2 separate regions of the Arachis hypogaea genome follow, and region 1 is linked to region 2. The links are chromatin contacts, called in public Hi-C maps. All regions are on one chromosome and are shown on one strand. The core of a region is the stretch at or near the end of the contact, and the rest is flanking DNA. Distances in the headings are between cores, read along the strand shown. Region 1 holds the start of LOC112755790 (U4/U6 small nuclear ribonucleoprotein PRP4-like protein). Region 2 has its middle 9.7 kb from the start of LOC112758709.

Region 1 (4,690 bases), core at 1,580-4,079, 42 kb before region 2:
GAGTGTATCCCATCTAATAGCCTAATCAACATCCATAGTTTGTTCACTACTCATATTGGTGGACCACAATTTTATGGTACGATCATGTGAGACAGTAGCAATATAACTGCCATCTGCAACCAACAAACAAGAAAAGACAGAGTCAGTGTAGGGGAAAATAAGATTCTCTGAGATGTATATTGACAAACGAAAAGGTTATGGTGTATCTTGTAAATTTCTATACAAGAATATCCGTATGCAAAATAAAAAGATAAAATGAGCATCATAGTTTCTACTTCCTAAGCCTGGGTGATCTTATAATCTTAAAATGAGCATTTTCAGGGTTCCATTGCATTTTCTGTCTTGGTTTGCATTCCCCAACAAAATTACAGAACTCATTGTAACATTTTTTTTCCGCTGCAAACTATTAGCTAAATTCAGTGGCACTTCAAAATGAGATCACTTTATTTGATTAATCATTTGGGATTCTATGGTCAACAGATAAGAGCAGTGAAACATGGTGCATGGATATACTCATAGAATAACAAATAAGCAACAAGAGTGTGAAAATCAGAGCCATATATTATGGATGCAATTATTCCTTTCTAAGTAGAAATCATACCACCAAGAACATCCACAGAAGTAACTTTTGCTTCATGCCCAGATAGCGTCTTCACAGGCTTGAAATCACGGGCTGACCACACCTGATGTCAAAATATGAAATATAAATAATTAGAACCAGAAGAAAATGGACTACTAAAAATATTGAAATTCTCTCTTCGACAGATCGTTGCTGTTTCACATGAGTGCATACCTTAGCTGTCATGTCATATGAGGCAGTTACCAAAAAGTAACCTTCCTGAGGCTCAAACTTAACTTGTGATATTAAGTTGGAGTGAGCAGGGATGGTGTACATGGATTTCTTCTTTCTCAAATCCCAAATGCGACAAGTGTTGTCTTCACCGCCTGTGGCTAAATGATATCCATTAGGTGAAAAGCTAATGCCAAGAACCTGAGAACAGAAACATAATCATAGTCAATCTTTTGCAATTCGAGAGCATTAAAAGACTGTATCATCTTATAATGTCTCACCGGCTTGACATGACCTTCAAGTGCAAGAATGCTTCGCCCAGTTCGGAGATCCCAAACACGAGCCAAAGCATCCAGTCCACAAGATGCAGCTAACGATCCATCTTGATGGAAAGCTAAACCATATACACTCCTACTGTGACCTTCTTGAAGAAGCAATTCCTCACCTGTTTCTATGTCCCATAATCTCCATGTCTTGTCAAAGCTAGCAGTGCCTAGGTACTTTCCTGATGGATGGAAAGCAATTCGTGCAAGACGGTCAATATGACCCTCGAATGTCTTCAGTAAAGATCCCTGGTCATTCCAATATTTTGCGGTCCGATCAGCAGATGCAGTCGCTAAATGGTTGTGCACAGGAGAATAAGCAACATCAGTCGCACGCTCTGTGTGTCCCTTTAAGGTACAAGATTTGATGACTTTAGGCATGCTCCACAACTTGGCAGCTCCGGTTAGAGAACTGAAAAACCAAAACATTATCAGTTATATAATTTCACAGGGCAATCATGGGAAATGGGGAGTAAAGTTACACAATTTGTAACAAAGACACACCAAGTAGCAAGCGACTTTCCATCTCGTGAGAAGGAGCAACCAGAAAGCGGTCGATCATCTCCGATTTCACTGAATTCAAGACTCAAATTAGCAGCCTGCTTTAATGCCCAATCCATCTCCGCATCCACATCTTCATCCGGATCATCTTTTCTTCTCCGGGCACGTTGAAGACGCAATGCTGCCCTAACCAAAGAATACTTAGCAATATCAATCCTAGCATCACGGAGAGACTTTGGCCCTTCGGTGTAAAAGGGATACTGTATCTCTTCCTCGTCCCCATCCTTCCCGGCAGTAGCCGCAGTCTCTTCATCCTCATGAGCCTTCATCAGCTTCTCCAGCTGGCCATCGGCATCCAGCTTCGCCATAATCATCCTCAACCTGTCCCTCCTCTCCATCTCCCTCTCACCAAACAAAGTTATGGGCTCACCAAGCCGGCGAAGGCGAGCACGCACAGCCATGTCATTGGTCGGAACAGCCAAAGCGGCGGCACGCCTCTTCATCATGAGCTCCTGCATTGCTTTCTCCTGCCTCTCCCTCACCAGCCTACTCTCCTCCGATATCTCATACTCCCCGGCACCCTGGTTAACCCTCCCACCGGCATCATCGTTGTCCGAATCAGAATCTTCCGAACCAACCTCGCCATTTTGCGCCACAGGTGGTCTAATAGGCGGCGGGCGAGGAGGGAGCGGCGCCAATGGACGCACCACAGGAGGGGCCGGAATTGGGGCTATGGGAGGCACAATAGAAGGGGGAGGAATGGTGGGAATTGGAGCCATAGGTGGCACAGGCGCAGAAAGAGGAATAACGGGTGGTGGAATAATGGGTTGAATTGGGTGTGGTGGAGTTGCAGCATTGACGGAAACATCAGAGGAAGGTCCTATGGCGGATTCAGAAGCAGTATTTGATGGAACATTTTCTTCATCCACTTCCATGATAAATAATTAACTCACAAAAACACAAAACCCTGAAAAATTCATCACTTTAAGCTATTATTAATTCTTGCAGCAGTAACTATTTATACACAATCTAGCTATCAGAAATTGAGAGAGAAAGCGAGAGAGAAGCACCTGCAAGCGAGCGTGGGAGCTGCGACTGCGAGAGAGGTGGTGAGAGTGCCGGCGATGGTGCCCTTTCTTTCTGGCTGCCAGATTCTCTACTACTTCTGGATGTTAAACCCAAAATCTTTTGTATTTTTTATCGTAAACTATGGACAAATTCAAAAAAAATGCAATTTTTTTATATTTTTATTTTTTTTAAAAAATTTTTAATTTATTAATATTTAAGTTATCTATGTATTATCTCTCAAAATATTATGATTTCACAAGTTATAATATATGATATTAGTTATTGTTATATATAGGAAAAATATTACTTATTTTCGTATTGTTTGAATTAGAAGAATTTGTAGAAAAATAAAATGTTGGAGAAGAAAATGGATAAAAAAAATCAATTTTTCATTGTTTGGATCAACAAAAAAATTCAATGAAAAACAAAAAAAGTGTATGCAGAACTCATGTAAATTTTCAAAGTTACGAAAAACGGGGAAAGTGCAAACATGGATAAAAGTATCGAGTTATCCTTTAAATTATAATTTATATATAATATATAAAAATATTAATGTAATTTTACTCCATTATAACTTTCTCTTTTCTTACTTTTTCTTCTATCTTCTTTTATTTTCTTTGCATTCATTTTTTCTTCATCTAAACAACACAAAAAATATATTTTTCTTTTCATTTTTCTTTCCTCTCATTTCTTTCTTTTCATTTTCGTTCCTCTTATTTTCCATCTTATATCCAAACAATAGTTTAGTATTTATCCATTTATCTCCTATTAATATTGTTATAACAAGAATACATGTGACTTTATGAAAAGGGATATATCATATATCCTAGATTTTGATTATTTAAGAATTTACCAAGTGGTTGAAATAGCTCCACGTCACGTCACGAGCCAACGAATGCTATCAATAGGGATGATCACAAAAACAGCAGAAACATGTATTTGCAGGAATTGCTCGTGATTTAGGGTTAGATGGAGACCTGTGAAATTCTCACGATCTGCTACGTGAAAATGGATGGGGACTAGGGGGTGACAAACGGGATGAAACCCGTCGAGTCAGCCTGCGTAATCCGCCAAAAAGGATGGGGTGGACTGAAAATTTGAGACCGCCAAATTTTAAAATGGATTTTGGCGGGTTTCGGTGGGGCGAGGCGGGGAAGGCTTCTCTGCCGAGCCAAGCGTTTTTTTTTTGTCAGAGCCATTTTTTTTATAAATTTCAATAATGTTATTGATCTACAAGAGGATAAAAATGATAATTGAAGATATTCTAAATTATATTTTGGATTATGTTTTATGTTTGATTGATTATAAATTTGAAGATGTTTAATTATATATTTTGGACAATATTTGTTTTGCTTTGGACAATGTTAGTTTTATTATTTTATTTTAAAAAATTTGATTTATAATTATGTTTATTATATATTTATAATTATAAAGACTTTAATGTTTGTAAATTTAGAAATTATGATATTTTTATATCTTTAGAAATTATAAATTTATTGAAATGGTTGTGAAATTATATATATTGTTTAATATTTATTGGTTTATAAAAAATAAAAAAAGAGAGAGAGAGAGATTTGGCGGGTTTGGTCCGTCAACCCGACAGCCTACCGTTAGGCGGGGCGGAGGAAGAATTCAGTACCGTCGCACTAGGCAGGGCGGGGCGGTCCAATCCGCCAGATGGCACGCTTTTGGCGGGGTAGGGCAGGCTTCCCCATTTGCCACCCCTAATGGGAACACGGACATAAGTGCCTGCCCCATGAAACCTATTAAATATACGCGAATATAAAATTACTAATTTATCCTAATTTAAATATGTAAATAGTATAAATTGATACTTTTTAGTATAAAACCAATAATAAAAGTCATTAATTAAGTTAATTACATAATTAAAAAATTATGAATAATTTTTTAAATAATTAAAAAATAAGATCATTATTTTTACATATTACAAAGTTTATGGAAAAAATTTTGAATAATAAATCAGTTCTTAATAAATTATACATTAATT
Region 2 (4,522 bases), core at 1,038-3,537:
ATTTTTTAAAATAATTAATAATGTTGTTAATTAAGTACTAAGGTCTAATTTAGGTAAACAGTTTAATTAAGTTCTTTTTAAAAAAATAGCTTAAACAATAAATATTTATATTAAAAGTAGTTTATAAATAAATTTTTTGTGTTTGATTTTTTAGTTCTAAAAGTATTTATTTTAAAAGAAATGTGATAAAAAAAAACTTTTTATTATAAGAGAAGTCATTTTTTTAAACTTCTTTATAAGTACTTAAATAACTTCTTAGAAAGTTATAATTTAGTTTTGAAAATTGTACCAAATATTAATATTACTACTTTTTATAAGTTAAAAGCTCAAAAAAATAACTTTTAAAACTTTTTAAATGAGCCCTAATATCACATCGCAGCTATTTCGTCAGTTAACACTCAGTATTTTTTGTTAACGGAAATAATTTTAATTAATATATTGGTGAAATCAAAGGGCATTACTTGAACGCTACTGCAGGTACATGTGAAGAAATGATAAAAAGAGCTGTATTTGCTAGTTCGCTCCCAGAAATATAGCCCCCCCTCTCGTCAATCCCGATATGTAACTTCTCAAGACATCATTTTACCACCTTCTGTGGAAATTGTTGATAATACGCAACATATAGCCCGATCATGATTTTCTTACCCCCAGAGGTAAGGGTTCTTTTTATCAAATTTAATAATTTTTTAAGAGTTAATTTGTCTTTCATATTTTTAAAAAAATTTTTGTCTGGACAATTTTTTTTAATATTATTTTAATAGTTTACTCTAACGACGATTAACCTCTTATTTTATTATTTTACAATTATCTTTATTTTAGAATATTCTCTCTCATAATGAATATATCCAAAACCTTAAATTTAGTAATTTTATTTACACTCTTTAATTAATTATATTAATATGTGTCTTTATGACATTATTATTATTAATTATTAACTAAACTCTTAATTCATATTGAACAAAAAACAAGGAAAAGAAAAACACATGAAACTAGTAGTTTAGTGTCGTTCATCTAGGGATGTCAACGAGGTAGGATGGGAGCGAGAATGTCTCCCTGCTCCTCATTTTTGCCCTCAGATTTGTTCCCTATCCCCATTTTTATTTTTCACGGGGCCTATTCTCTGCAGGGACCCCATTCCCCATCTAAATAATAGTTTTAGCTAATTATTAATTTTCATATGAATAGAGTTGCAAATATCTATCTTATACAAAAATTGCAAGATTTTATATAAAAAATCTAAATGACACGATGGTGACTTCTTTTCGAAATGACGCAATGAGGGGACACAACGACGAGCCAAAGGACAAAGCGGTGGACGAGGTGAGAGACGCGGCAACAGAGAGGAGAATGGATACGACGGCAGAGTTACGAAAAGGAACGCCGCAAATAGAAATTACGACATGGTAAGGGTGATGGCATGGTGAGATGTGACGATGCGGTGAGAAGGGTAGCGATGGGATGGCTGCAGAGAGGTTGGATGGAGTATGGACAGCGTTAGAAATCTCTGAATTGAAGAAGGGTTATGCAAATAAAGATTAGGAGTTTTGGATTTCTATATATATATGTGTGTGAGAAATAACTAAAAAATATATATGAGAAATAAACTATTAAAAATAATTCAGAAAATTCATAAATTTTGAGGAATAGAGGGGACCGGGCGGGAATCCCCACTCGGATCCCCACACCTGTTTCGGAAGAATTTTGTCCCCCATCCCATCCGGCTATCCTCACAAAAAAAATTCTCCACAATCGAATCCTCATTTAAGGTAGTCCCCGCAAAAATCCCTGCATTTCAGAGAGTTTTGCCATCCTACGTTCATCTTATATTGATTAGGAAAAAAGAAATTAAAGTAGGATAATTTTCCAAATAAACGTCTTCATTATCCAGGAAATGAAATTTCTAATAGCTTGAGTATGGCAAGAAATTTGATACCTTTATGGATATATCTTTTTAATATTTTTAAAAATTTTTAAAATATCTTTTTTTTTTCACAGGAAAAATATCTTAAACTTATCCTTAATATTCCTTGAGCAGGTTTTTTTTGTCATGACCCGAACCGCCAATGCAGCCCAGATCCAAATAGGAACGGAGCTCCAACTCTTATCCGATCCGGATTTTAAAACACACGGATGCAATTCAAAGTGCAATATTCATCTTCATTGTGATGCGCTACTACCAGGCCTCCGCCCATCACGCCGCAGTCGTCCATTTCATTGCCTTCGCCTGCCACGTTGCCGTCGCCTGCATCATTATTATCGTCGGCCGCAACCTCGTCCATTTCATTTGGATGCTTTTATGAGTTTCGGGCTTAAGGCTCTTAGTATTGGGCTGAGCCCATTAAGGATGAGAATTATCAAAACACATATTGGTCAATCTTTTCCAAAATTAATCACTTCGTTGTGATGTGCATGTAAAATTAAAAGAGTGAGAAGGCTGAATTTTAAAGGATAGTTAGCATTTTTTTTATATATTAATATTGAACATTATGCATGCGTTAATCATCGGCCTTCTTTTGGCTGAAGATGATATATATGATTGTTTGACCCATATATACACGCCCTCATCATTTTATGCATTTAATTAATTACTTGTTTCAATATGATAGCTTTAATTTAGTGAATCATAATTAAGCAAATAATGACGTAAATGCATGATAACCAAATGATCTTCTGCTACATCAAACTATTATTTACAGAGAGCTATAAAGTTAATCAACTTTACCAGATAATAATGATTATTGACATAAACATCCAGTTTGCAGAAGTTACTAGAGTCTAGAGGTGGGATTTTCCTTTTTGTTAGGAAAAAAAAAACTATATAACCATTTATTCTTTTACTTGTGTATTTTGTACCTCTAATTATCTTGTACGTTAAGAAAATTCGGTGGTAGAAGGTAGGTTCAACGTTGAAAAAAGAAATCATATATATAATATCGGAAATGTTTGGTAACCAAAGAAAATCAGCAAAAAACAGTCATAACTTATCTTATTTAGCATTCATTAATTGTTGCGACAATTAATTAATACTAAATAAGATAAGTTCTTGCTGTTTTTTTTGTCTACCTAGCATTACCCATATAATATAATAAAAAGTTACTAATTATGCATAAGAAAACATTCCATTTAAGTGTTGCATAAGACAACAACATACCCTTCTCTTATTCCATGCCAAACATAAATACATATTTATAATTAGAAAAAGTATAAGTGAACAATGATTCTAATGAACAATATGAACAATAAGGTTACAAATGTAAATTACTCATAAATTTAATTAATGATGTAATTAATTTAATTATAATAATAACTATTTTTCAAAATTTAAAATATCAGACTTTTTAGTAGAAAACAGTTACACGTTTCCTATCCTTTCACACCTTATCTCTTCCCTCTCTCGGTGGACTCTTTTCTTTTCTGCACTCTCAACCCAGCCCTAACCTTCCGTCTGACACCACCGCCATCACCACCGGCGACCACTGTCGCCTACCCCTCTCTCTTCCCTCTCTTCTCTTTTTCTTCCCTCTTTCTCCATTTCTCATCAATCTCCTGTACGTTACCCTTGGTTTCTGTGCAAAGTCCAACCCCACGCGAGAAACCCCAGTGCAACCCAACAGCGGCTAAGCTCTGTGCCGCTGCAACACCGCCTCTGCTACCCCTCTCTTTCCATTCTTCCCCTTTCACCAACATAGGTTTCATGCTTCCTCCTGTTCGTGTTCTTTCGTTTATTTATTTTAACTAAATTTTAATTCTGTTTTGAGTGTTTAGATTAGGCTTAGATTAATGGATTGATACTTTTTGGATTCCAAAATGTTTGATGGCTGATTTTTCTAGATTGATTGCTGCTTAAATTGAGTTTAAAATCCCTGTTTACATATTGTGCACACCATATGCTCGATGAAATGCTTGAGTGAAATTTTTTGTTTAATTCTTATGTTTGGCCAATATTTGTCTTAAATTTTGTTATCTTTAGGCATTATAATTCAAAATTGTGTAATGTTATGCTATTTTTAATGATGTTTAGATTGAGTTTTGACATGGCACTTGATTATTAGTTTTGTTTAAACATAAAATTGATTTAAAATTTTAAATTTAGTCATTTGATTAGTGTAATTTAAGAAATGCATATCATGTTTAGTTAAGTGAATTGAATGAAACTACCAATTCAGATATGTTTTAAACATTCCACATGGTTGCCATTAGATTATTTTAAATTCTCATCCTTATGCTACCATGCCATGCATGCACAAACAAATTTGGTCACAACTCAATTTATAGATGGAAATATATGTTCTAAGTGGAGATGCTGTTCATTTTGGATGCTCACTAAATGTGTTTTTTTGTTTTTGCATTCTTTTTTATTTTTTTATGCTATATAATATTGCTAGAAAATATATATACAGTTGTGCATAAGATACAATATAGTATTCAAAGGTCCCAAAATTCCAATTAGCAAGTTCATAATACATACAACAGTGATTACTACTATAAGAAAAATTAATTAATTAATTAATAAATAAATAAG

Evidence for each region. Hi-C and Micro-C count contacts between places; a contact is called where the count stands out from the background.
Region 1: a contact with region 2 is called in a Hi-C map of an unstated tissue, with 4 times the contacts expected there. The contact joins the promoter of LOC112755790 here to the enhancer-like site in region 2. A contact is called at or near these places in 3 of 8 Hi-C or Micro-C datasets (leaf and an unstated tissue).

Annotation. Positions count from the first base shown.
Region 1 is chr16:8,624,850-8,629,539 of arahy.Tifrunner.gnm2.J5K5, reverse strand. LOC112755790 (U4/U6 small nuclear ribonucleoprotein PRP4-like protein) reads right to left here and starts at 2,829. Exons shown (of 6, transcript XM_025804082.3): 1 at 2,685-2,829; 2 at 1,618-2,581; 3 at 1,072-1,525; 4 at 794-991; 5 at 602-683; 6 at 1-113. The coding sequence starts at 2,549. The coding sequence ends at 22.
Region 2 is chr16:8,582,941-8,587,462 of arahy.Tifrunner.gnm2.J5K5, reverse strand. No RefSeq gene overlaps it. Among protein-coding and RNA genes, the nearest start is that of LOC112758709, 9.7 kb to the right of the region's middle. Within about 2 kb of position 2,287, at least 2 of the 3 cell types and tissues checked have open chromatin away from gene starts, as enhancers often do.